7 separate regions of the Mus musculus genome follow, and regions 1, 2, 3, 4, 5 and 7 are each linked to region 6. A link is a contact called in public HiCAR-type and promoter capture Hi-C data. All regions are on one chromosome and are shown on one strand. Each heading gives the region's core, a stretch centred on a gene start, on an enhancer-like site or on the middle of the called end of the contact. The rest is flanking DNA. Distances are from core to core; before and after follow the strand shown. Region 1 holds the start of Prpsap2 (phosphoribosyl pyrophosphate synthetase-associated protein 2). Region 2 holds the start of Arf1 (ADP-ribosylation factor 1). Region 3 holds the start of 2310033P09Rik (RIKEN cDNA 2310033P09 gene). Region 4 holds the start of H2aw (H2A.W histone). Region 5 holds the start of Gjc2 (gap junction protein, gamma 2). Region 6 holds the start of Alkbh5 (alkB homolog 5, RNA demethylase). Region 7 holds the start of Ulk2 (unc-51 like kinase 2).

Evidence for each region. Promoter capture Hi-C pulls out the DNA fragments that hold promoters and counts their contacts. HiCAR-type assays count read pairs that join an accessible place to other places. Capture Hi-C pulls out chosen DNA fragments and counts their contacts.
Region 1: a contact with region 6 is called in a HiCAR-type map of astrocytes, with 2.9 times the contacts expected there. The contact joins the promoter of Prpsap2 here to the promoter of Alkbh5 in region 6. A contact is called at or near these places in 3 of 39 promoter capture datasets (cranial neural crest, pre-B cells and second pharyngeal arch cranial neural crest) and 2 of 115 datasets of contacts at active chromatin or transcription factors (astrocytes and large pre-B cells).
Region 2: a contact with region 6 is called in a promoter capture Hi-C map of liver, with 4 times the contacts expected there. The contact joins the promoter of Arf1 here to the promoter of Alkbh5 in region 6. A contact is called at or near these places in 7 of 39 promoter capture datasets (3T3-L1-derived adipocytes, the C10 cell line, hematopoietic stem and progenitor cells and 3 more), 1 of 115 datasets of contacts at active chromatin or transcription factors (astrocytes) and 2 of 9 other capture datasets (adipose tissue and liver).
Region 3: a contact with region 6 is called in a promoter capture Hi-C map of pre-B cells, with 3 times the contacts expected there. The contact joins the promoter of 2310033P09Rik here to the promoter of Alkbh5 in region 6. A contact is called at or near these places in 4 of 39 promoter capture datasets (hippocampal neurons, liver, pre-B cells and 1 more), 1 of 484 Hi-C or Micro-C datasets (B cells) and 1 of 115 datasets of contacts at active chromatin or transcription factors (pancreatic cancer cells).
Region 4: a promoter capture Hi-C map of liver shows a contact between it and region 6, with 2.5 times the contacts expected there. The contact joins the promoter of H2aw here to the promoter of Alkbh5 in region 6. A contact is called at or near these places in 4 of 39 promoter capture datasets (the C10 cell line, liver and pre-B cells), 1 of 115 datasets of contacts at active chromatin or transcription factors (large pre-B cells) and 2 of 9 other capture datasets (adipose tissue and liver).
Region 5: a promoter capture Hi-C map of liver shows a contact between it and region 6, with 6 times the contacts expected there. The contact joins the promoter of Gjc2 here to the promoter of Alkbh5 in region 6. A contact is called at or near these places in 3 of 39 promoter capture datasets (liver and pre-B cells), 1 of 484 Hi-C or Micro-C datasets (B cells), 1 of 115 datasets of contacts at active chromatin or transcription factors (pancreatic cancer cells) and 2 of 9 other capture datasets (adipose tissue and liver).
Region 7: a contact with region 6 is called in a promoter capture Hi-C map of liver, with 3 times the contacts expected there. The contact joins the promoter of Ulk2 here to the promoter of Alkbh5 in region 6. A contact is called at or near these places in 5 of 39 promoter capture datasets (the C10 cell line, hippocampal neurons, liver and 1 more) and 1 of 115 datasets of contacts at active chromatin or transcription factors (astrocytes).

Annotation. Positions count from the first base shown.
Region 1 is chr11:61,760,214-61,763,343 of GRCm38.p6, reverse strand. Prpsap2 (phosphoribosyl pyrophosphate synthetase-associated protein 2) reads left to right here and starts at 1,256. Exons shown (of 12, transcript NM_144806.2): 1 at 1,256-1,390.
Region 2 is chr11:59,226,960-59,230,132 of GRCm38.p6, reverse strand. It overlaps Arf1 (ADP-ribosylation factor 1), which reads left to right and starts at 1,866. Exons shown (of 5, transcript NM_007476.3): 1 at 1,866-1,960.
Region 3 is chr11:59,206,731-59,209,719 of GRCm38.p6, reverse strand. 2310033P09Rik (RIKEN cDNA 2310033P09 gene) reads right to left here and starts at 1,359. Exons shown (of 7, transcript NM_024210.2): 1 at 1,047-1,359; 2 at 855-900; 3 at 669-751; 4 at 520-592; 5 at 327-412. The coding sequence starts at 1,291.
Region 4 is chr11:58,953,246-58,956,192 of GRCm38.p6, reverse strand. H2aw (H2A.W histone) reads right to left here and starts at 1,508. Exons shown (of 1, transcript NM_178218.4): 1 at 1,001-1,508. The coding sequence starts at 1,455. The coding sequence ends at 1,063. It also overlaps the pseudogene H2bu1-ps and a transcript of Trim17 not described here.
Region 5 is chr11:59,181,064-59,184,166 of GRCm38.p6, reverse strand. It overlaps Gjc2 (gap junction protein, gamma 2), which reads left to right and starts at 1,341. Exons shown (of 2, transcript NM_175452.4): 1 at 1,341-1,421. Guk1 (guanylate kinase 1) reads left to right here. Exons shown (of 8, transcript NM_008193.3): 8 at 1-312. The coding sequence ends at 15.
Region 6 is chr11:60,536,366-60,539,089 of GRCm38.p6, reverse strand. It overlaps Alkbh5 (alkB homolog 5, RNA demethylase), which reads right to left and starts at 1,407. Exons shown (of 4, transcript NM_172943.4): 1 at 1-1,407. The coding sequence starts at 667.
Region 7 is chr11:61,853,686-61,856,572 of GRCm38.p6, reverse strand. Ulk2 (unc-51 like kinase 2) reads left to right here and starts at 1,481. Exons shown (of 27, transcript NM_013881.4): 1 at 1,481-2,086. The coding sequence starts at 1,997.

The sequences.
Region 1 (3,130 bases), core at 7-2,506, 1.2 Mb before region 6:
AACTGGAAGTGCAGTGGATGAGAGCCTTTAAGTATACACATGGAGCAAGGCACTGCAGGTGGTGCCTATCTATTGCTTTGTCACTGGCATCTGAGTACCCACAGCAATTAAATAGAGATAAGTCTTACCCCATTTCTGAAAGTTACTGTTAATATATATTAATATAAAATATAGATAATAATAAATAATGCCTTGATACCTGGCATGCACTATATGTTTGTTATGTTATAAATAGGGATCACTGGGGGCTGGTGAGATGGCTCAGTGGGTAAGAGCACCCGACTGCTCTTCCAAAGGTCCAGAGTTCAAATCCCAGCAACCACATGGTGGCTCATAACCATCTGTAATGAGATCTGACTCCCTCTTCTGGAGTGTCTGAAGACAGCTACAGTGTATTTACTGTATAATAAATAAATAAATATTTAAAAAAAAAAGAAAGAGAGGAAGGGCCAAGTAGCCCCTTAAAAAATAGGGATCACCATATTTCAAGGTATAAAGAATTCAGCAATGATATATCAACAGCAACCAATTTGCTAGGAATGATGGCCACCCTTTTAATCCTAACACTCAGGAGGCAGAGACAGATGGATCTCTGTGAGTTCCAGGTCACCCAGAGCTACAATTTTTTAAAAAACTAACTTTTAGAATGTTTAATTATTTGTATATGTTTATGTTTATATGAGTGCAGGTGGCTGAGGAGGCCAGAGACATCAGGGAGACTTGGAGCTAGAATTACAGGCAGTTGTGAACTGCCTGACATTGGTTCTGGGAACCAAACTCAGCTTCTCTGGAAAAGCAGTATATACTCTTAACCACTGAAAAGAAGGAAGGGACAACAAAGCGAATAATTATGAATGATAACTGCTCATCGACTGTATGCTAAGAACCATGCCAAGAGGTTCGCAGATTTCTCACTCACTCCTCCCAACCCCAGGAGATGGGGGTACTGCTGTCATCTCTTTTTCAGAAGAACTCAGGTCAAAGAGGTGACTTGCTCAGTCTTGCAGGACAGTAAAGACTTGAACCCAGTCAGAACCTATGAATTTTAACCACACTTCCAACCACGCCCACTCTAATTCTCCCCCACTTTCCTCGAGTCTGACCACGCCCACACAACATCCTCCCGCCCACTCTGGCGGCCACGCCCACAGCATCAAATGCATTGCCTTCTACCCCACTTTCTGCCCCGCCCCTCTTCCTCCAGACCACGCCCCTCGACGGCCTCGCCCACTCTAGTCAGTTGCCCTCAGGCCCCGCCCCTGGCCTCGCAGTCTCGAAAGACTTTCTCGCGCTTAGAGTCGCCATTTTGCTGTAAGACGCCGTGCGGAGCTCTGTGCTCTCTTCCTTCGGCAGCCGAGGCTGCGGCGGGCCGGGCTGGGGTCGGGACCAGGTAGGCGGGCGGGAGCCTCGGCGGGCGGACGGCGGGCCCCGCGAGCTCGCGCGGTGCCGGGCGGGAGCCATGGCCCTTGTTGCTCCGGGGCGAGCCCGGGGCCCCGTGTTCGGCTCCACCAGCCTTAGTGGATGATTGGGCTCCAATCAGACGTAGGAGGAGCGGCATAAGATACTCTGCAGAAAAATCTCTTCCTCAATCTGTTACATTATTGATAAGGATTTATTTTTCTTATATCGATATTGGCAGAGTTTGGGTGTTTAGCTTTTGTGAGGGATACGAAAATACTGAACCGAGCTTTGAGGCCTGAGGAAGTGTGAGTTCTAATGTTTTATGTTTTTTTTTTTTCTTTTTTTTTTTTTTTCTTGCGGTTCTGGAGTCGAATGCAAGGTGAAGCAATGCAAGCGGCCTGCCATTGACCCATCTCATGCCCTAGTGCTTAACAATTTAAATGCACAAATAAAAATAAAATAGGTGCGTGCCCCTAAGCCCCACTATAGGAAACCTTTCTTGTCTTTTAACTGCTGTAGTTTGTATCATTATTATCCAATTTTTGCAGAGATATGCACATTATATTCATTAGCTACTCTGTGGTTTAACATAGAACCAGTGTTTCTGTTCTTAAATAATCTTGCAGTTTGTGGGGCTTGATGGCACACCCCTTAATCTCAGAGACTGGTGAAAGGATCTTGAGGGCTCATGGTCCACAGAGCGAGTTCCTGGCAAACAGGGCTACAAAGTTGTTGGGGGTTTTTTGTTTGTTTGTTTGTTTGTTTGTTTTGTTTTGTTTTTAAATTGTACTTTCTATCATTGACAATATAGCTCTATACTTGGGATAAGCTCCAAGAATTGACAACACCAAAACATAGTTCTGTGCTCTTTCTTTGGCATTTAGTATGTATCTTTTTTTCTGATAAGGTATGTTTGCAATAGACATTTCAAAATCTGGGTATTTGATTCTATTGCCTGTAGTTCATCAGGTTGCCAAGTCATGCTCTGTATGACTGAGAGTCGCAACCTATTGTTGTATGCAGGGAACTGTATTGCATATCAGACTGCTACCCCACTCTGTCCTTCAGGGGCCACTGTTATGAGGAAGAGGTTACCTCGTATGACTTCGTTAAAGTCTGGGAAGTAATGTCAAACCTGTTTTCCTATTAAAACTGCTTCCCCAGGTGTGGGGGCTGGAGAACTGGCTGGTTAAGAATACTAGTTGTTCAAGACTGAGTCAGTTCCAGCACCCACCCACGTGACAGCCTACAACCACCTCTAATGCTAGACCCACCCAATCTGACACCCTCTGCTGGTCTCCAAGAGTACCAGGCACACGCGGTGTGCAGAGAAAACACCCATACACATTAAATGAATAAAAGTTACTTCTCCAAATTTAAAATAGTTTTAGATTTATTTCCTGCTTCTCCCAAGTTGTCACAAAAACAAAACAAAAAATCAAAACTCTCAGAACAGCATTAGCCATAAGAAAGCAAAATGCCAGTAACCACAGAATATGGAAGAGTAATGTGGTTTTATCTCTGCCCTGCAGTTTCTCAATTATTTTACTTTATTTTATTTTGGAGACGGAGGTTTCTCTGTGTAACAGCCCTGGCTATCTTGGAACTCTTTGTAGACCAGGCTGGCCTCAAATTCAGAGATTTGCCTACCTCTGCCTCCCAACCTCTGGGATTAAAGGTGTATGCCACCATGGCCAGGCCTCAACTTTTATTTTCTCCTTTTTATCTA
Region 2 (3,173 bases), core at 617-3,116, 1.3 Mb after region 6:
TTATGCACGTGCTTGTGGAGGCAGAAGCTTCAGAGTCCCTGGAACCGGAGTTATGGGCAGTTGGGAGCTAGGAACAGAGCTTGGGTCCTCTGTGACAATAGTATGAAGAGTTTCTTCAGTTCAATTGTCCAACTTCCTTTTTAATACACACTTGGGGATGGAGTGATGGTTCTGTGGTCAAGTCCACTGCAGCTCTTGTAGAGGAACTGGGTTTGGTTCCCAGAAACTGCATAGTAACTCAAAACATCAGTAGCTCCAGTTCCAATGGATCTTCTGGACTTTTTGGGCACCAGGCACCCATATGGTATACATACATATTTATAGACACTCACATATATAGATAAAATAAGTAAATCTTGAAAAATTATATATATTTAAGTGAATATACAATTTAACATTCAAAGTTCATGTGCAATATGAAAATTTCACTGTGGCTTCAGCTGACCTGGGGAGGTAGGAAGAGCCTGCCTAGGTAGGTATCCACTTCAAATGTATCATCCATTACACATGTGGATATTAAATATCTACAAAGGCTGTTTAAAATTTTAACTGACACAAATAATTATTTACGGGGTACAGAGTGATGTTTTGAGCGGGACTACAATGTACAGTGGTCACATTACAATAAACAGAATGACTACCACCCTGTCTCCATTTTTTCATAATTTTAGCCTTTTTAGGTACAGAAAGGGAGTTTGGTTCTTGACTATTAGCCTGCGGTTTTCTGGACACCCCATCTCTTTGTCGACTTATCCATGAGGCTAAGACAGGCTTCTGGCATGGCTGGAATCACAGGTCTCAGGAGATGTCCTGCCATTTCTCCAGGGTTGGTGGCAGGCAGCGACACCCAAGGCTTTGTATAAACACTTGCTGTGTGTTGAGGGTGAGAGAGAACAGGCAAGCACCCCCATAGACGTTTACAGAAGCAGCATTTGAAAATGGAGCCCTGAGCGATGGAAAGGGATGTGTTAGGGTCAAGAAGGTGACTATTGCATCGAATCCTGCCAGGCTCAGCACCCACAACTCTGGGGAGAAAGCTCTGGAGGTCTCAACCCCCAAACACAGTGAGGATGCCCTGTACCCTGTGCCTGGACACAACAGTGGCTGAAGCAGGCCCTGGTAACAGAACTGTCTCCTGCTAACTCAATAGATAGGGCTCCAGGCTCAAAAGAATCTCCCAGGGCCCTCAACATCTCCTACCTGTGGGACTTCTCCCAACAGCACACGGGGTGGAAGAACTGGATAGGGAGGACAGAGCCTGGGCCTGATTCCTGCATCGATGGGGAGAGTTAACGGATTCCTCCTCACCTGCACCCTGAAGGAGGCCACCCCATCACTGCCTCTCAGGCAGTGCTATGCCCATGCAGGTGTCTGGTCCTCTCAGTCAGCTCTGAGCGTGCACACAGGTCCAAGACCAGTGTGGAGACATGGTGCTTGTCTGACATTTGGCCTGCGCCTCTTCCCACTTTGGCCATCTGTCGGTCACATCATTCTCTTCAATTCCAGGGCCCAGCTGGAATATCAGAGACCCTGGGGTACTGTGAGAAGGACATTACACCTCCTAGGGCTGACACGACCTTCCCACTCTGACCTTGGCGCTCTAGAACGCTTACTGGCCTCAACCCCCGCATCCGCGGAATGGGCTGGAATTCCGCAGGAAGGCGCGCGTGCGCACGCGCCGGCGGACACGGAACTCCATACACCACACCCTTGCTCGTTCTAGTGCCGGGAGCCAGAGTGCTAGCCCGGGACCCGATCCGGAAACAGAGCGACCTCGGCTCCGCCCCGTGAAGGCTACAAAGTGCAGACGCGCAAGCGCCATCCGTGTGGGGGCGGGGCCCTCTGCGTGCCCGCCCTCTTCCCCCGGCGTGCCCCGCGGCAGGCGCTGACGTGGCTGCCGTCAGCGCCGCCATCTTGTGGGAGCGAAACCAACGCCTGGCTGGGAGCAGCCGCCGCGGAGGTGAGACGCGGGGCGCGCTGAGGCCGAAACTGGGGAGGCCGCGGGCTGGTCATCGTGGGAGTCAAGGGGGCGCTCAGCTGCGGCTGCTAAGGACCGAGTCCGGTCGGGCGGCCTGAGGTCTATGCTCAGTGAGCTCGGCGGCAGGCCGGACAGAGGATCGGGACGCCCCGGAGTCCCGCGTCGCCCACGGCCGCTTGGCCCTCCCCCACTCCGCGGCCCTTACGCCTGCCTGGCCGCCCGCCGCGGGCCGCAGCCCGGAAGTCCGGCCAGGACGCCGGCTCTTCTCCAGGAAGCCAGGTTTCCTGCTGTTCCTCTCTGCGCCTCTCCTAGGCTCCACGGCCCGAGAGCCTGGGAGCGGGGAGCAGGGTTCGGGGGGTCACGGGGTTTTCCTTCTTAAAGGCTAGCCGGCCGCTTCAGATACGGCATGAACCGCGGGCTTGGGGAAACTGAGGCTCGGGTGGCCCCGAGACGACGTCAAGGTCACTCGGGTGGCGAGGTCTTCCTCTTCTGTCTCTCGAGTCCGGTTCCTGTCGGCCTGGAGGACCGAAGTTGTAGGAAGGGGGAAGGGAAAGGGACAGGTGTCGGACAGGGGCTCCGAACTGCGGATCCAGGTGCTGGGATTTAACACGCGCATTTGCGGATCTCGGGGGATACCAGAATACCCACTGTGATCCCCAATTAGCCGTGATTTGGGCCCCGAATATCGTCGGTGAGATCTGCATTGGGGTGCCGATGGCCCCCGGAGGGGTTTGAGCCTTGTTTCGCCTCTTGACCGGCTCCTTTATGCACTTTTGGGTGGATTAGAAAGGCCATTCTGAATTGGAGAATCTTTAACCTGCCCATGGAATAACCCGTTCCCGGCCTCTGAGCAGTCCGCAGGTACAGAGACCAGGTCCAGTACACAATTCTGGCTGTCCATTTAGGGTGGTCGTGCCATGTCAGTTTGTAGTGTAGGTAGCTACATATGTTGTATGGTCTAGCTACATAGAACAAATGCAAAATGCTAGGGATTCTGTTCACATCAAGAAGGAATTCTCCCATTCAAACAGCAACTGGCTGCTTTGTCAGGAAAGGAAGGGTCAGCTGCTCTTGGTCCCAGAAGTCATTGGAGAGCCCAGTAGTTGATGCCACAACCCATGTTGGAGTCTTCTGTTGTAGTTCTTGTTTCACAACTAGTGGTCAGCAGTTTTTCCTGCAGGCTGATTCTGGTGGT
Region 3 (2,989 bases), core at 110-2,609, 1.3 Mb after region 6:
GCTTGGAACTCACTATTTTACCTAGGTACAAAGTTGAGATGACACAAAAGTAGAAGTAACCAGACACACGTACCAGCTTGTGAGAACTCTGAGAGATCAGCCTGCTGTCTACCAAATGCTGGGATTAAAGAAAGTTGTGTGCCGCCCACCCCACAAGCACCTCCCACCAAACTGGCCAGTATCATGGTCCTGAGCGTCACCCTGCTGGGTCACCTATGGCAGCTACTGAGACTCCAGCCCAGAGATGGAGGTCCGCCTACTTCAGTCAAACTAAGAGAGCTAAGGCAGTCTGCCCCTTTATGCACAGGGAGGCAGACTCAACTTACTCCGGTTCGACCTTGTCCTCAGCGCGAGGCTTCTTCCTGGGAGCAGTTGGGGCAGTGCTTGGGCCTTCGCTGTCCACACGGTGGTGCTGTATGACATGAGTAGCCGTGGTGAGGAACACCCAGGGAATCCTGCCCCACATCTCAGACACCTCTAAACCCCAGGATCCTGTGCATTGGGCTTGACAGGGTTTACCGTGAACACTGACAGCCCAAGTTTGGCAGCCTCTTTGTCTTCTCGGGATAGCGCCACACGGCCCGCGGAGCCACTGCAGGGGACAGAGCATTTGAGGACAGTTCTCAATCACCGCCCAGGCCTACCCTGGACTCCCCAACTAGCCTAACCTGGCGCTGCCCAAGCCCAGGAGCCGGTCCACGCCCTTCTCCTCGGGGTCTCCTCCTTCCCGTTTGCAGATCTCCACGAAGTCCTGCGAAAGCAGGGTAAGATAGGAGGTTCTAGGCCGAGACAGACGGACCCCCCCACCCCCCCCCAACCACCCCGCGGACCTCGAACCCATATCTCAGACTCACCTCCTTGCTCAGGCCGGTGGGCTGTTTCCTCACGTTCTTGTAACCACTGCGAGCAAAGGTCAGGAATGCTCATCAAGGGTCTGGCCCCTCGGTCCCCTTCTTTCCTGTGCCCCGCCCACATCCAGCCCCGCCCCAGGGCCACCCAGATCCCGCCCTCGGGGCTTGCGGTCGCCCCGCAGACCAGGCACTTACAGTGCGGCCAGCAGCGCCTCACGCTCCGCCTCGCGCACGGCTGCCAGCTCTTCCTCACGGCTCGGGCCGGTACACGGCGCGCGGTCCTTCGCGTACCAGGTGAGGTCGCGGCCCTTCTGCCAGCGGCCTACTGGCGCCATCAGCGAGTTGCCCAAGTAGTTCTCCCTCTGCTTGTCAGTCTTCACGTCCTCCCAATTGAACTGGTCTTGTCCGCCACGCACGCCACCGCGATTGGAGCCGAACATGGCGCTGGAGCCACTGCACAGCCTTCAGTACCCGCGGTCTCTAGTCGGACTTCCCGCAGCACTCCGGACGCACGCCGTGACGTCACTCTCGCGCCCCCGCGCGCGCCTGCGCTCTCGCTAACGTGCCCGTGCGCCTGCGCACTGCGTATCCGAGGGCCTTATCAATCAAGATCCTCTTTCTAAAGGGCGTTCAGGGCTTCTCTGGCGCATCCTTCATCCTAGTGCCACGTGCGCCTGCGCAATAGCTCCTCAAAAAGGCGGCTGTGCTATCCCACCTGATAACTCTCGTGTGAAGGAATCTCGGTGGAAGGGGACACTACAAAACCTTAGTGACACCAGGAGGGGCCGGCCCCTTGCTTTCTGGAAAGCCAAGAATGCTAACTCCAAAGGTCCCGGGTCACTGTTGAAACTAAGTTAAATAATGGCAAACCTTCACGGAACAGAGGGACAGATAAAGTCACCAAAGAAACATGGATTCACTCTTCCATGCTCTGGGTGACAGAATATGCGTATGTGACATGAAAGCCAAAGCATCCCTAAACCAGAGCGATCTGTGTTCTCTGCAGGTGAAGCTTTACTGGGCAATTTACTGAGGCTGCGCCTCAAAATGAACAGAAACTGAGCTACATCTTAATGACAGATCACTTGCTTAACATGATGGTCTTGGGTTTCATCCCTAGTCTGAAAAAATACCCATCCTGGAACTCTCTAGCATCCCAAATAGACCAAGACAGCCTCATTTTTATGTCTTCATCCTGAACACGTTGAGTACCTGCCACAGCTTGTGAGGCTCTTGGTATGAGCCCTGAGGTCATGGCCTGGCTTTAGAGGACACAGTTGGGACAGATTCCTCAGAACAAGATCATACTCGGGATGAATGGATGGTCCCAAGGGGAGCTGCACAATAAAGTGGAAACGTATCCTTTATTTGCCTGATGTAATTGTCATTTCTGAAGCTTACCGCCTCTGTCTGCTAACCCAGGCCTTGTCCTGGAAGCTTCTAGCCTCCATACAATCTTATCTTGGCCTAGAATGTTTTCAACCTCTGAGACCTATTGCTGAATAAGCTCACCCTTTAATGCTCTTCTGAACTCTATCTAGCTGGGTGGTCAACTCAGCTATTCTGGCTCAGACTCCTCCACACTGAATGATTCAAATTGGCTTCTTCCAGCTTCCCCCGAATTGCTCTGCTTGGCCTCATACGACCTTTGGTATTATGTTCTAATCTCTGGCTCATTTTCTGGCTCGTTCTGTCTTCACCTGGCTAGTTTGTTCTTTCTCTGCAACCTGTCTCTGTACAATGGTCCCAGTAAACTGCCCTCTCCTATTCTTTCCCCTAAGTCACTTCTTTCCTCTCTGTTCTCATGAGAGATAGGCATATCCTATTCTGTCAAATCTCCCTGAGTCACTGGAAATCACTTTCAAACATGGGTGCTTCTTTCTAACTAAGTTTACCTTCATTGGGATTAAAGGTGTGTACTAAGGCTGAGGCACACAATTAGAAATGTTTTTTTCCAGTAAACAACAAAATCTGCAACAATAAGGGAGCATCGGTCAGTCATGTGGGCCACAGCAAAAGAAGAGCATACTAGCCGTCTCCTAGGAAAGGTCTCCAGAAAGCCAGGGAGCAGCTTCTGGGCCTTCACCTTTAACCAGGCCAGGTATGCTTAGGACACGGAAGGTCGAGCTGCATGGTCA
Region 4 (2,947 bases), core at 259-2,758, 1.6 Mb after region 6:
TAGACAAATGGCTTTAAGACGTTGGTATTTTATGAGCAGCTCTGTAGTTACAGACGGTGTCTGAGGAGCCCAGGCTTGAACAGATCCAGTTTCAGTACAGTCTATATAAATTATATAATAAACATTATATAACTGTCTTCGTGGCCTGTATTGTTAAATTTTAAATAGTGTACAGCAGTTAACAGGGAAGAGGCCCAATTCTGTGCCATTTAAAACGATTTAAAGGTAACTCATTTAACCCCCTCCTCTCCCTTTCCCAACCACGCTCCTGATTTACCTGTAACTCAACCATTCGTCATGCTGCTTAAAGAAGTCACAATCATCTATAAAAGCATGTCCTTAGTATGATGCTGCTTTAAACTTTATGACAAAGGACACTGCTGTACTCTCACACCTAGTTTAACCAGAACCTGACAAATCACTTTGCTCCCCAAGGTTAAGCTACTTAAGTGGATCCGATTAACCAGTTCCAAAGGCCTGCAGGACCACCATGCTCATCTGTAATCCTACCACTAAGCAGGCTGAAGCAGCCTAGAGACCGGCTCCCCACCCCCACAAAGGAAACCAGCAAAACTCCAAAGTTGTAAATCGCCTTGTAACAGAACATTTATATAAACAAGTAGATTTGAAATACCAAGTCTCCCCTCAGAAACCTTTGAAAACCCCGTCCTAACTGGAAGACTTGAACATGTCAATTTAACCCAGTTTCAATAGAAACACTAGCATCTAAACCAGAACCTTATACTAATTTCTATTATTAAGTATCCCCTTAATGTCCAAACACGAACGTTAACTGCAACCTTGTGTCTGACACGGAGTGGTGGGGAGAAACTCGAACGCCTCCAACGGCCCGCAGGCCACCCGCAGATGAAGCCGTTGGTCTCCCTTGAGCTCCCCAAGCGCCGCACAGGGATGCAGGAATGCACGGAAGGAGTCAGGAGAACTGGCCTGGCCAGTAACTGGCGACAGGCTCAGTGTACAGCGCTTTCTAATGAGGTTGTGGGTGGCTCTGAAAAGAGCCTTTGGTGTCTGTAAAAGTCGCACTAACGACCGGTAGGGGCCTCACTTGCCCTTGGCCTTGTGGTGGCTCTCGGTCTTCTTGGGCAGTAGCACGGCCTGGATGTTGGGCAGGACGCCGCCCTGCGCGATGGTCACGCGGCCCAGCAGCTTGTTGAGCTCCTCGTCGTTGCGGATGGCCAACTGCAGGTGGCGCGGGATGATTCGCGTCTTCTTATTGTCGCGGGCCGCATTACCAGCCAATTCCAGGATCTCAGCAGTCAGATATTCTAGCACAGCCGCCAGGTACACCGGGGCACCAGCGCCGACCCGCTCCGAATAATTACCCTTACGGAGAAGGCGGTGCACACGGCCCACTGGAAACTGCAGGCCGGCACGGGAAGAACGAGACTTCGCTTTTGCACGAGCTTTGCCGCCCTGCTTGCCACGACCAGACATCTTCCACTGATAACCAAAAGTACGCAAAAACAGAAAAGAAACCTAGCGAAAACGAATTCGTAAGCGCCAGCAAGCTCTTATATATGATCAGGAGGGAGGCTAGACTGCACCTTCCTATTGGATGCCAACAAGAACCAATCAGAAAAGAACGCGGAGCCTTCCTAATTTGCATATGCCTTACCCCGCGATGACGTAATGTAAAATTGTATTCAATCAAAGGGAGTGATGCCTGATCCTTCATTTGAATGCAAGGCATACAAATATTCTTGCTACAGGGGCGTCCGCGTTTCCGTAGTACAACTAGACATTATGCCTGATCCATCCAAATCAGCTCCAGCCCCCAAGAAAGGCTCCAAAAAGGCGGTCACCAAGGCGCAGAAAAAGGATGGCAAGAAACGCAAACGGGGCCGCAAGGAGAGCTACTCCATCTACGTGTACAAGGTGCTGAAGCAGGTGCATCCGGACACCGGCATCTCGTCTAAGGCCATGGGCATCATGAACTCGTTCGTCAATGACATCTTCGAGCGCATCGCCAGCGAGGCCTCCCGCCTGGCGCATTACAACAAGCGCTCGACCATCACGTCCCGCGAGGTGCAGACAGCCGTGCGCCTGCTGCTGCCCGGGGAGCTGGCCAAGCATGCTGTGTCCGAGGGCACCAAGGCAGTCACCAAATACACCAGCTCCAAGTGAGGCGCGGCGAGGGTGCCCTCAATTCAAAGGCTCTTTTCAGAGCCACCCATACAGTCGTTAAAAGGGTCTTGAACACAGTGCGGGCCACTGACGATTGCCACGCGCCCGAGGCGTTCCCTGACACTGGGTGCGGCCAAGTCCGATTTTTGAGCGAGAAATGTGGGGGTATGGCTGCTTTGCCCTTCCTAAGCGTAGAGTGTGAACGACAGCTGCAGGAGCAGGCAAGGGGCGTGAGTCCTCTCCCCAAGCCTGAAGTTTCGGTGGGCGAGGTCACAGTGAGGTGGTATTCTGGATGTGGGCCCCCTTGGTGGCCTCTGAATCTGTGTTCCCTTTAGCACCCTTTCCATCCTTTTCTGGAATAGAGAGGCGTCTTTAGCCCCTGAAAACTATTCTGACATTATATCATGTCAATAAACCCTGCACTAGCAGTATGCTGGAAACGGGGCGGGGGGAGGGGCGGCACACCGCAAAGCCTGTGTGCAGGAGCTAGGATGTAATTAGCCTGAGCTGCCAGCAAGCAGTTTCAGTGGTTAGGGGATGGGAGGTGGGAAAGAGTTCCGTTGTTTTGAGCAAGAGTTGTTCCCCTAAAGCTGCATAATTTTCTGTGAAGCATTAGTAAAAGAATAATCCACACTCAGCATTTATTTGGAGAACGTCATTAAAAATTTTTTTATTAGATATTTTCTTTATTTACATTTCAAATCCTATCTCCCTTTCTGGTTTCCCCTCCGAAAACACCCTATTTCCTCCTCCTTCCCCTGCTCACCAACCCACCCACTCCTGCCTGCTTCCTGGCCCTGGC
Region 5 (3,103 bases), core at 92-2,591, 1.4 Mb after region 6:
ACTGGCCACGCCTGAAGGCCTGCTTCATTCCACAGAGTGATGTCTGTGGTCTAAATTTGCCTGGAGGTGGGGGAAACTTTGCCAGGGCACCAAGGACTTGTAGTAGACTTCCACTGTGGAGTAGAAGGAGCTACCCTTTGTCTGACCACAAGGTGGCTCTGCACCGTGGGCTGACTCACTGGCTGAATGACTCCAAAGAGTACCCATATCTAATCTCCCTGGACTATTTGTGTTCCTTTCCTTGTTCCTTCTGCTGGAGCGGGACTGACCTCTTAATAAAGTAATTACTGAATTATAGTGTCACAGCCCTCCATACTGGGCTTATGGCCTCTGGCTTTCTGCCCCTCCATGGTCAGCCCAGATGAAGGCTGCTAAGGGGGCTCTGCATAGGTGTCTAGTGGCCCTTGTCCCTGCCCGCATCCAGGGTCCACTAGTCATCAGAATGCTGGCTAGGGTTGCTCGTGTTCACTTCTTCCCCTGGGAGTCAGGCAACTGGGACAATCAGTATGGGCTGGAATCGTCTCAGCCCTAGACAACCTAGTGCTGCTGTCTCTTTGAGGTATTTCTGAGCCATTTGGGGACTCAGAGGGACAGATACCACTTGCCAGGAACAAAAGTGCCCAGCTGCAGGGGAAGAGCTAAGGTCATAATGCTGGCCCTGGAGCTGTGGGTGCTGTGTGTTCTTGGCCTTGGGTATAGGCAGCCAACCCAAGGAAGGGCAGGTGAGCCCTGTGAGGGCTGCAGGCAGGCAGAGTCCTGGGCCTTCTGTAAAGATCGCAAATTTTGAGCTCTAGAGGTTGTAGCAGGGTGCAGCATTCCTGAGGGAGATGTCCCTCCCCTCCTGTCCACGATGAGACATTCTGAGTGTCTGGTCCTGCTGTCCTCCCTCTTCCTCTGGGCTCCCAGCCCAGGCTGCTGGCTCCGCCCAAGAGAGCAATCCCAGCAGGGAGGGCAGTGGTTGTTGCCAGCTACCCCCACCCGGTGGTCAGCCACAGCTCTGCCTTGTGCATCTCCAGGTGAGGCTGCTCCTGGGGCAGACTTGGGGGTATTAACTGGATGTGGGTGTGAAGAGGGCAGGCAGGTACCCAGGCAGAAGTAGCCAGAGAGACTGGGAAGTCCTGGGCTGCCTCCAAAACTGCAGATGTTTCTCTAGAAGGGTGAGCCAGAACTGCCTGGACTTCAAGTGGAGGCTGGGGAGACCAGCAGGCCTGTCTAGATCCCTGCTGCTCCACCCCCAGGGACAATCATGGATTCAGACCCTAGGGGGAACAATGGAGCCCTTGAGGGCCCCTCCTCCATCCCCCATTGTGCTTGGTGGCGAGAGGTGGCCCTAGCCCCACAGTATGCCCTTAGAGAGGATCAGCATCCAGCCGGCAGGTGGAGGGGCTCAGCCGAAGGTTTGCATTTCCAGCCTGGAGAAGGTAGGGAGGGTACTGCTGGGGCTGCAGCCTGGCTGGGCCTTGACTGGTCTGTACTCCTTACTGCTAAGGTGGAGGTTCCCAGGTTCCTGCATCCCCTCTCAGGCTCTGTGGGGTGTGTCACAGCTGGTGCCAGATGCCACCCTGGAAGACTCACTGAGTCTCTGGCCAGATCTTGTCTTGCTGTATTAAGGGACCCTCAGGGTGTCCTTTAGCTTGGCTTCAGCTGGCTTTGTGGCTCTTTTGGGGTAACTAAACCCATGGTAGAGGGAGATGGGAACAAACCGGAGAGCCTAGGGTATTTTCAGTACCTCCCCCAGCAGCTGAGACCCTTCAGGCCATCTTAAGATGGGCCAGTCCACCCCAGCCAGTTGTAGTGTGTCCCAGGGATCAGTATGGGCACCAGGCCCAGTCTACTCAAACTGAAGAAACTTCATTATCCACTTGCCTGCTACCAAGCAGACCCTCTCAGCAGCTGGACCTACACAACCGCTGCTGTGTTAGTGTGGCGCGGTAGCCAGCACAGAAGTCTTTGGGATGCCACAGCAGTTCACTCTAAGTGCTTCCTTCCCACCTACCTTCTGTGTCTAGGGACTGCAGAGAGGGAGATATGAGGATGGGCAGCCAAAAGGGGAGATACAGGGTCCAAGGACGGGGAGGTTGGAGAAGATCCGTTTTGGAGGGCCTGCTGGCTGGAGTTGGCTCTGTATGGGACAGTGTGGACCCAGCTGGGAAGTGATTTCTAGAAATGGGGAGGGGAACCTGGCTCAGCTGTGGAGGGGCTGGCAGGACTGGAGAGACAAGGACCAGGGTGAGTATGGGCTTTCTACAAGGAATTGGGCACACGTGTGTACTCTGGGCAATGCCAAAGGAAGGCATGGAGAGTGGGAGGGGGTTGCCTACTCAGGCTAGTGCCTCCGTTTTTGGAATGCAGTTTAGCTGAAGTCTCAACCTGTAGGAGTTGTCTAGACTTAGGGTTGTGACTCTTACACCAGGTAGGTGCAGGCTAGCCCATCTGTTTTTCTGGTCCCCACAGTCTGAAGTTGAAGTTTTGCCTTCTTGAACTTCCAGGAATGTGACTTGGGTGCTGGTGAAGAAGGCCTCACAGGTCAAAGCGGGAGGTTGGTAGTTTCTGCTGGGTGCCATAACTCTGTGGTAGAGTCCTACATCTTCAACATGTTTAAATTTACAACAGAGGAGATAACAGTACAGAAAAGATCCCAGAGGACCTCATTTCCCATTCCATACTGGCATGAAACACATCACCATAATAAACTCTAGTGCTGCCTCTGTTAGTGAAAAGCCGCAGTCTGTGTGTTTCCTACATTCCCTTGCCCCTCCTGATACCACAGCACCTCTTAGTCTCCTTGTTTTAGCTGCCCATGGCTACTAAAATACTACTCGGGTATTTTTCAGGGTGCCCTCTTGGAAACTGGCCTGTGTTTTCTCTTGCTTTGTTGGGGTTATGGGTTTCAGAAAGAATACTATGGGGGTGATGAGCCTGTCTATATAGGTGCTATCAACAGCCATAATGGTGAATCATAGGGCTCAGGTGTCACGGCAAAGGTACAAGTCCCCATTTCATGCTGTCCTCTGATATGTTGCTTCCCACATGTGGCTGCTGGAGTGGGTGTGTGCTCCTCTTAACTGTGTGTCCCATCTCAGAGTTCCTCTGCACAGAGATG
Region 6 (2,724 bases), core at 158-2,657:
TGAAGAAAGACACGGACACGATGGGGCGCTCGAAGATGTGGATGGGGTCAACGTGGGACACGATGCAGCCGCCGGGCTGGTAGTCGTTGATGACCGCGCTGTTGACGAAGCCCTCGGGGATGACGCGGTGCTCCACCAGCTTCTGGATCACCAGCTGATGCACCCAGTCCGGGATCTCGTCGACGTCGCCCGGCGGGTAGAGGCGCTCCTGGCCCGGCCCGCGCTTCTGCAGCTGGGCCCCGTACGTGTAGCCCTCGCCGAAGAAGTACTTGTTGCGCAGGGGGGCCCGGTCCACCGTGTGCTCGTTGTACAGGCCCTTCTCGGCGCGGGACACCACCTCATCGATGCGGGCCTCGATCTTGGAGCACTCATCCTGACTGAAGAGCCGGATCTGCCGGATGCCGCTCTTCACCTTGCGCGCCTCTTCCTCCTTCTGCAACTGATGCTCCTCGTAGTCGCTGCGCTCGGGGTCCGAGTCCTCCTGGTATTTCCGCTTGGTGGTCCCGGACGCCGGGTAAGGCTCAGCGGCGGCCGCGGCAGCGGCAGCGGCAGCCACGGCGGCGGCCGCAGCGGCGGCGGCCTCCCGACTGCCCGCCTTGTAGTTGTCCCGGGACGTCATGGACTTGAGCTTCTCCCGCAGGTCGGTGTAGCCGCTGGCGGCCGCCATGGCCCCCGCCAACTCAACTCTAGGGTCCTCCGCGGCGGTCCGGCATGGCTCTCAGGGGACCCGAAAGGGACCCGAAAGGGAAGCGAGGGTCCTCAGTGCCAGGCCCCCATGCGTGGCTCAAGGGACCAAAGGGGTAGGCGTAGAGGGGCCGGGAAGGGGTCGAACCTCAGCCGCGGTCGGTCATGCAGCACCAGCTACAGCGGGGCTTCCTCCTCCTCCACCTTCTCCGCGTCCTGAGGGAAAAAGGCGCCGGCAGCGCCTCATGCCGCGGAGGGCTTCGGCCAAGACTCCGCCAGACTCCCGGTCGGACCCTCAGACGCCCGGCCCGGCCCGCACTTTAAAGCTCTCCTCACGACGTCACCGCCAGCCCGCCCGACCTCCGACAGCGCCGCTCCTTAGCGGGCTTCTCGACGCGCGTGCGCACTGCCGGCGGCCACGAGACTCCACGTACTTTGAGCATGCGCGTGCGTGCCGCCCAGTCGGCGGAGAGGCCGGCGCATGCGCAGACGAGGCCCGCTCGTCGGCCGCCGCCCCTCCCCCCACCCGCGGAAAGCTTCGAGAACAGCTCCCGAAAACAACAATTTGCCTGCACGCCAAGCCGCCTCCGGGGCCGAGGGACTCCACCCGCCGGAGTGTGCTCGCGGTGTCCACTGGACAGCGCTGCCGCGTCACGGCATCGTGCGGATGCCCGCAGACGCCTCAGCTTCCAGCGCACAAATCCTCGGGAATCGCCACAACCCAGTCCGCCCCGTGACCGCCCCCTTTGGAGCTTCCACTTTCTTAATTGGACTGCCGGCCACGCGTTGGGCAAACACGGACTGGAGTTTCCAGAGTCGGTTGGTAAATCATGCTTGTCAATCAACTAGTCTCCTTGGCTACTGCGTCCATCACTTAATTAGCTTCGGGCAGAAGCTCGAGGACCCCTGAAGAGTGAATGGGTGGCTAAGTAAGTGCCTGAATGGAGTTCTCGGCGACGAAAAGCCCTCAGGACTCCGGTGAAGCTTCGGAAACAGTGGAAAGTTAAAATTACGGGCAGGAGAGCATCAGGCCCAAACTGTGGAGCAAGCCAGGACAACAAAAGCTGGAGGCGCGCGGTCCGGGCACCCACACCCCATTCCCGCCGCCATCGCTTCCCGAAGCGGACGTTCCACAAGTCACGTCCCGGGACTGCCCACGGGTCGCGCAGCCGCGGGCACGCGCACGGGCACGTCACGTTCCTACTGGGGTTGGGCGTTGTTATAGGGGGCGACAAAAAGGCTTTCCTGTCTGAAGGGCGCAGATTTACCACGGATCGGTCCAAATTGGAAATATTCTTCAGACAGAAAATAAATAAATTGCACAGTGGGATGGTAAATGCGTCTCAGCACTCTGGAGACTGGTTGGAGGATAGCTCACAAATTGGATGCCAACCTAGGCTACACAGCGAGCCTCTGTCTCAAAACAACTACAACAAACCCAAACAATAAAAAATCCTGAAGCGGAGGAGAAAGCCTGAACAAAGGTTTAGCCGTGCTGGAGGTCCCTGGGCACTCCAGCAAATAGGAATAGCAAAGAGGTTCTGCTCTGAACCTCCCCAAGATGAATTCCAGCTTCCTTTTCTGGTTCCCAGTCCCTTTTCCAGTCTTTGATACTCCGTCAGATTTTCATATATCGCCGCCCCTCCTGGCTGTCCATGCTGTCTGTCATCTGTAATGCCTGTCCATCTACAGTGTCTGTCACACAGCTCACCCCTTGTCTTCCAGGCATCCCAGAGTCTGGTGTGTAAAACCAGGAACCAGTACTTACCTCGAACGGTGGTTGTGAGGATGGAATGACGCAGCAGAAGGATTGCTGATACAGCATCCAGACCTCAGTCTTCTAATCTGAAAACTGAGGGTGGCAGCAGTCTCTGTTGGAAAGTGGGGACTGTGTGGTAACTTGGAAAAGTTTGTGGAGTGGAAAGCCAAGAAATTAGGGAATCCAGGCCACCCTCTCTCCCAAACAGCAGGCAGACAAAAGGGAAATGGGTCTGGGGATTCCCGGGGCAGCCCCTTGGGCCCAGGTGACAGAGAGAGGGT
Region 7 (2,887 bases), core at 232-2,731, 1.3 Mb before region 6:
ATTTCAAGACAAGATTTTTCTGTGCTTAAGAAAACAATTTTTACTTTACTGCTATGGTTTGGATGGTTTGAATGTGTTCCTCAAAGTTTCCTGTGGTGGATGCTTGGTCCTCCGTGTGGCAAGAAGTAAGTTGAATTGAGAGACTGTGATACGGGTTCTTTCAAAAGTGAGTTGTTATACAGTCGTAACACTGGTCCCTTCTCAGTCTCTGGTTTCTTTGCCCTGTGATCTCTTTCTGTCCCATAGTCCCTTGTGAAGCCTTTTTTCATGAGCTCCTTGTCAGAGCTGGTGCTTTGCTGTTTGGGGTGTCAGCCTCCAAAACTGTGAGCTGCATAAATCTCATTTCTTTATAAGGTGCCAAGCCTGGGGCATTTTGTTCTAGCAATGGAAAATGGACTTACTGAGTCTGTGGTATTCTTTTTTTAGGAAAAGAAAATGGACTAGAGACATTGCTTTCAGATTCCTGACCTGTCTCAAAGCTGAAGGTTTTTAGGGCTTCTACCTGTTTGTCAAGATGAGTTCCAGAGGGCTGGCTGGAGATACGGCTCAGTGGTTAAGAGCACTGGCTAGTCTTCCAGAGGACTCAGGTTTGATTCCTAGTACCTACATTGTGGCTCATAGCTATCTGTAATTGCAGTTTCAGATCGACACCCTGGTCTGGCCTCTGCAGGCACTAGGTGCACTCGTGGTGCACATATATGCAGGCAAAACACCCATACACATAAAAGTAAAATCAGAGGGGGGAGGGGAGGAGGAGGAAGAAGAGAGGAGAGAGAGACAGAGACAGAGAGGGAGAGGTGAGAGAAGTGAGAGAGGTGAGAGGAGTTGTTTCAGGGGCAGGCGATGAAATTGACAGCAACATCCCCAAACCTGAACACACACTTAGGTATGGGGTCACACATATTGTTTACCATGGCTTTGTAATGCTTTCTTGAGCAAAAGTTGACTATCATTTTTCACCTAAACAATCCGAGGAAAAAAAAAAGCCCGAGGCAAACTGGTAGTTGACTGGTGTGATGAAGCGCCTCCTTAGAAAGGAGGTTCTGAGCCTCCCTCAGAAGTCTAGAGACCCCCAGAAGGCGCAGGTTCCAGTCAGACCCTATCCCTTAGGTGGGTTGTCTAGCAGTTTGCGGTCTGGATTTGAAAGGCAGCTCCCGGAGTTTTTGTCTCCAGTGTCTGCACCGCCTCAGCGACTCCCGGGGCCGGAGTTCAAGATCCGCCTCTTAGAGGGTGGCTTCAGGTCAGGGCGTGGCGGGCTCTAGCTAGCCGCGGGCGCCGAGCCGAGCGGAGCCGAGCCCGCCGCCCGTTCCTAAGCAGCCGCGGCCTCCTCCCCACACCCCTGCTCGCCAACTCGCTCCAGTGACTGCAGACTCGCCCCGGTGCCTGGCGCCGCGTCCCGGGGTGCGCACTCCTTTTCTCGGCGGAGGGAGCAGGACTGGGGCGCATCGTCCTACAAGACGCGCTGACGTCGCACAGGGCCGGTAGTCGGCGCGGAGCGGCCGGCGCGCGCGCGTGCGTTGGGCGCTCCCGCGAAGCAGGCAGAAGCCGCCACCGCGGCTGTGCGGGTTCCAGGGCGGCGGCCGCTACACAGCAGCGCCGCGGGCGCAACAAGCGGAGGCAGCCGCACCTGCGGGGATGGCGCGGCCCCGGCCCTGCACCGCTGTCAGGCGCGCGGGTAGCTCCGGGTACGCCCAGTGACGGCGGCGGTGCCCTCGGCCGGGCAGTGCCCAGGCCGCTTGGCTAGAGCCCCGCGGCCGACGGCGGCCCGGGCCATGAGAAGCGACCGGGCCCAGGCCTCGCTGACCCCGGCTCCGCGCGGCGGCCCGTCCCGTTTCCGCTCCGGCCTCTCGGCATGAGTGTCCATCCGGGCCCGGGGCCGTGGCTGCCCCTGTCCCGCCGCCCGCGGGCGTGCTTGGGGCCCTCGGGCCCGCGGTGCTGATCCCGGTTCTCCGCCACGCCTGCCCACCCTAGCGCTCTATGTCCCGGGGGCGCGGCCATGGAGGTGGTGGGCGACTTCGAGTACTGCAAGCGGGACCTCGTGGGACACGGGGCCTTCGCTGTGGTCTTCCGGGGGCGGCACCGCCAGGTGAGCGCCGCCGGCCCGTTGTCTGGTGCGAAACTGGGGAGCCAGCGCCCCGGTCCTGGCCGCTGGGCAGGGCTCCCCGGGCCTGCCTGCCTTTGTGCTTGCTGTCACTGTCGCAGGGTTTGTTTTGGAGGCCAGAGCCGCTAGGCTGAGCTCCACCTACCGACGGGCGCAGAGCCACTGATGTTCTTCCCTGACAGTGTGCTGGGTAACCGAGGTGCGCCCGGGGACTTGCTGCTCAGAGAAGCCACTGGTCCCGAAGCGACTAGGACTCCAGTGTTTGCACAGTGTAATGTGCTTGTCCATACTATGGGTCGGTGGACCTTTGTCCCTTCTCCCTGCCCCGGGCTTTCCGGAGCTTGTCACCTTTACCGTGGATAATTGCACACCCAGCGGAAAACGGGCGCGTTTCCCGTTAGTCTGAAGCTTTCTCAGACTATCACGTTCCTCTGTGTCTGGGGGAGCTTTGTAGTATCCCTCCCCTTTTTGAGTTAGAGGAAATAAGTGACAAAGGTAGTTGGACCCTAACCTAATAATACAACGTAGATGCAAGTTCAAACCTCAGTTGTTTGGGTTTTTTTTTTTGTTGTTTCTTTGTTTTTTCCAAGCCACTGTTTCGCAAATAGGTCACACGAGGTTATAGAATCTAAAGAATTTGAGAAGGCACATTGAGACTGGAAGTAATTAAAAAAAAAAAAAAAAGCTTTGGTTATTCTGTTTGTTTCAAGAGTGCCTATTAAAAAGGTACTGTCGTCTATGTCTTATTCATTATGAAATAACTTAAAAGTCAAGGAAAAAAAATAA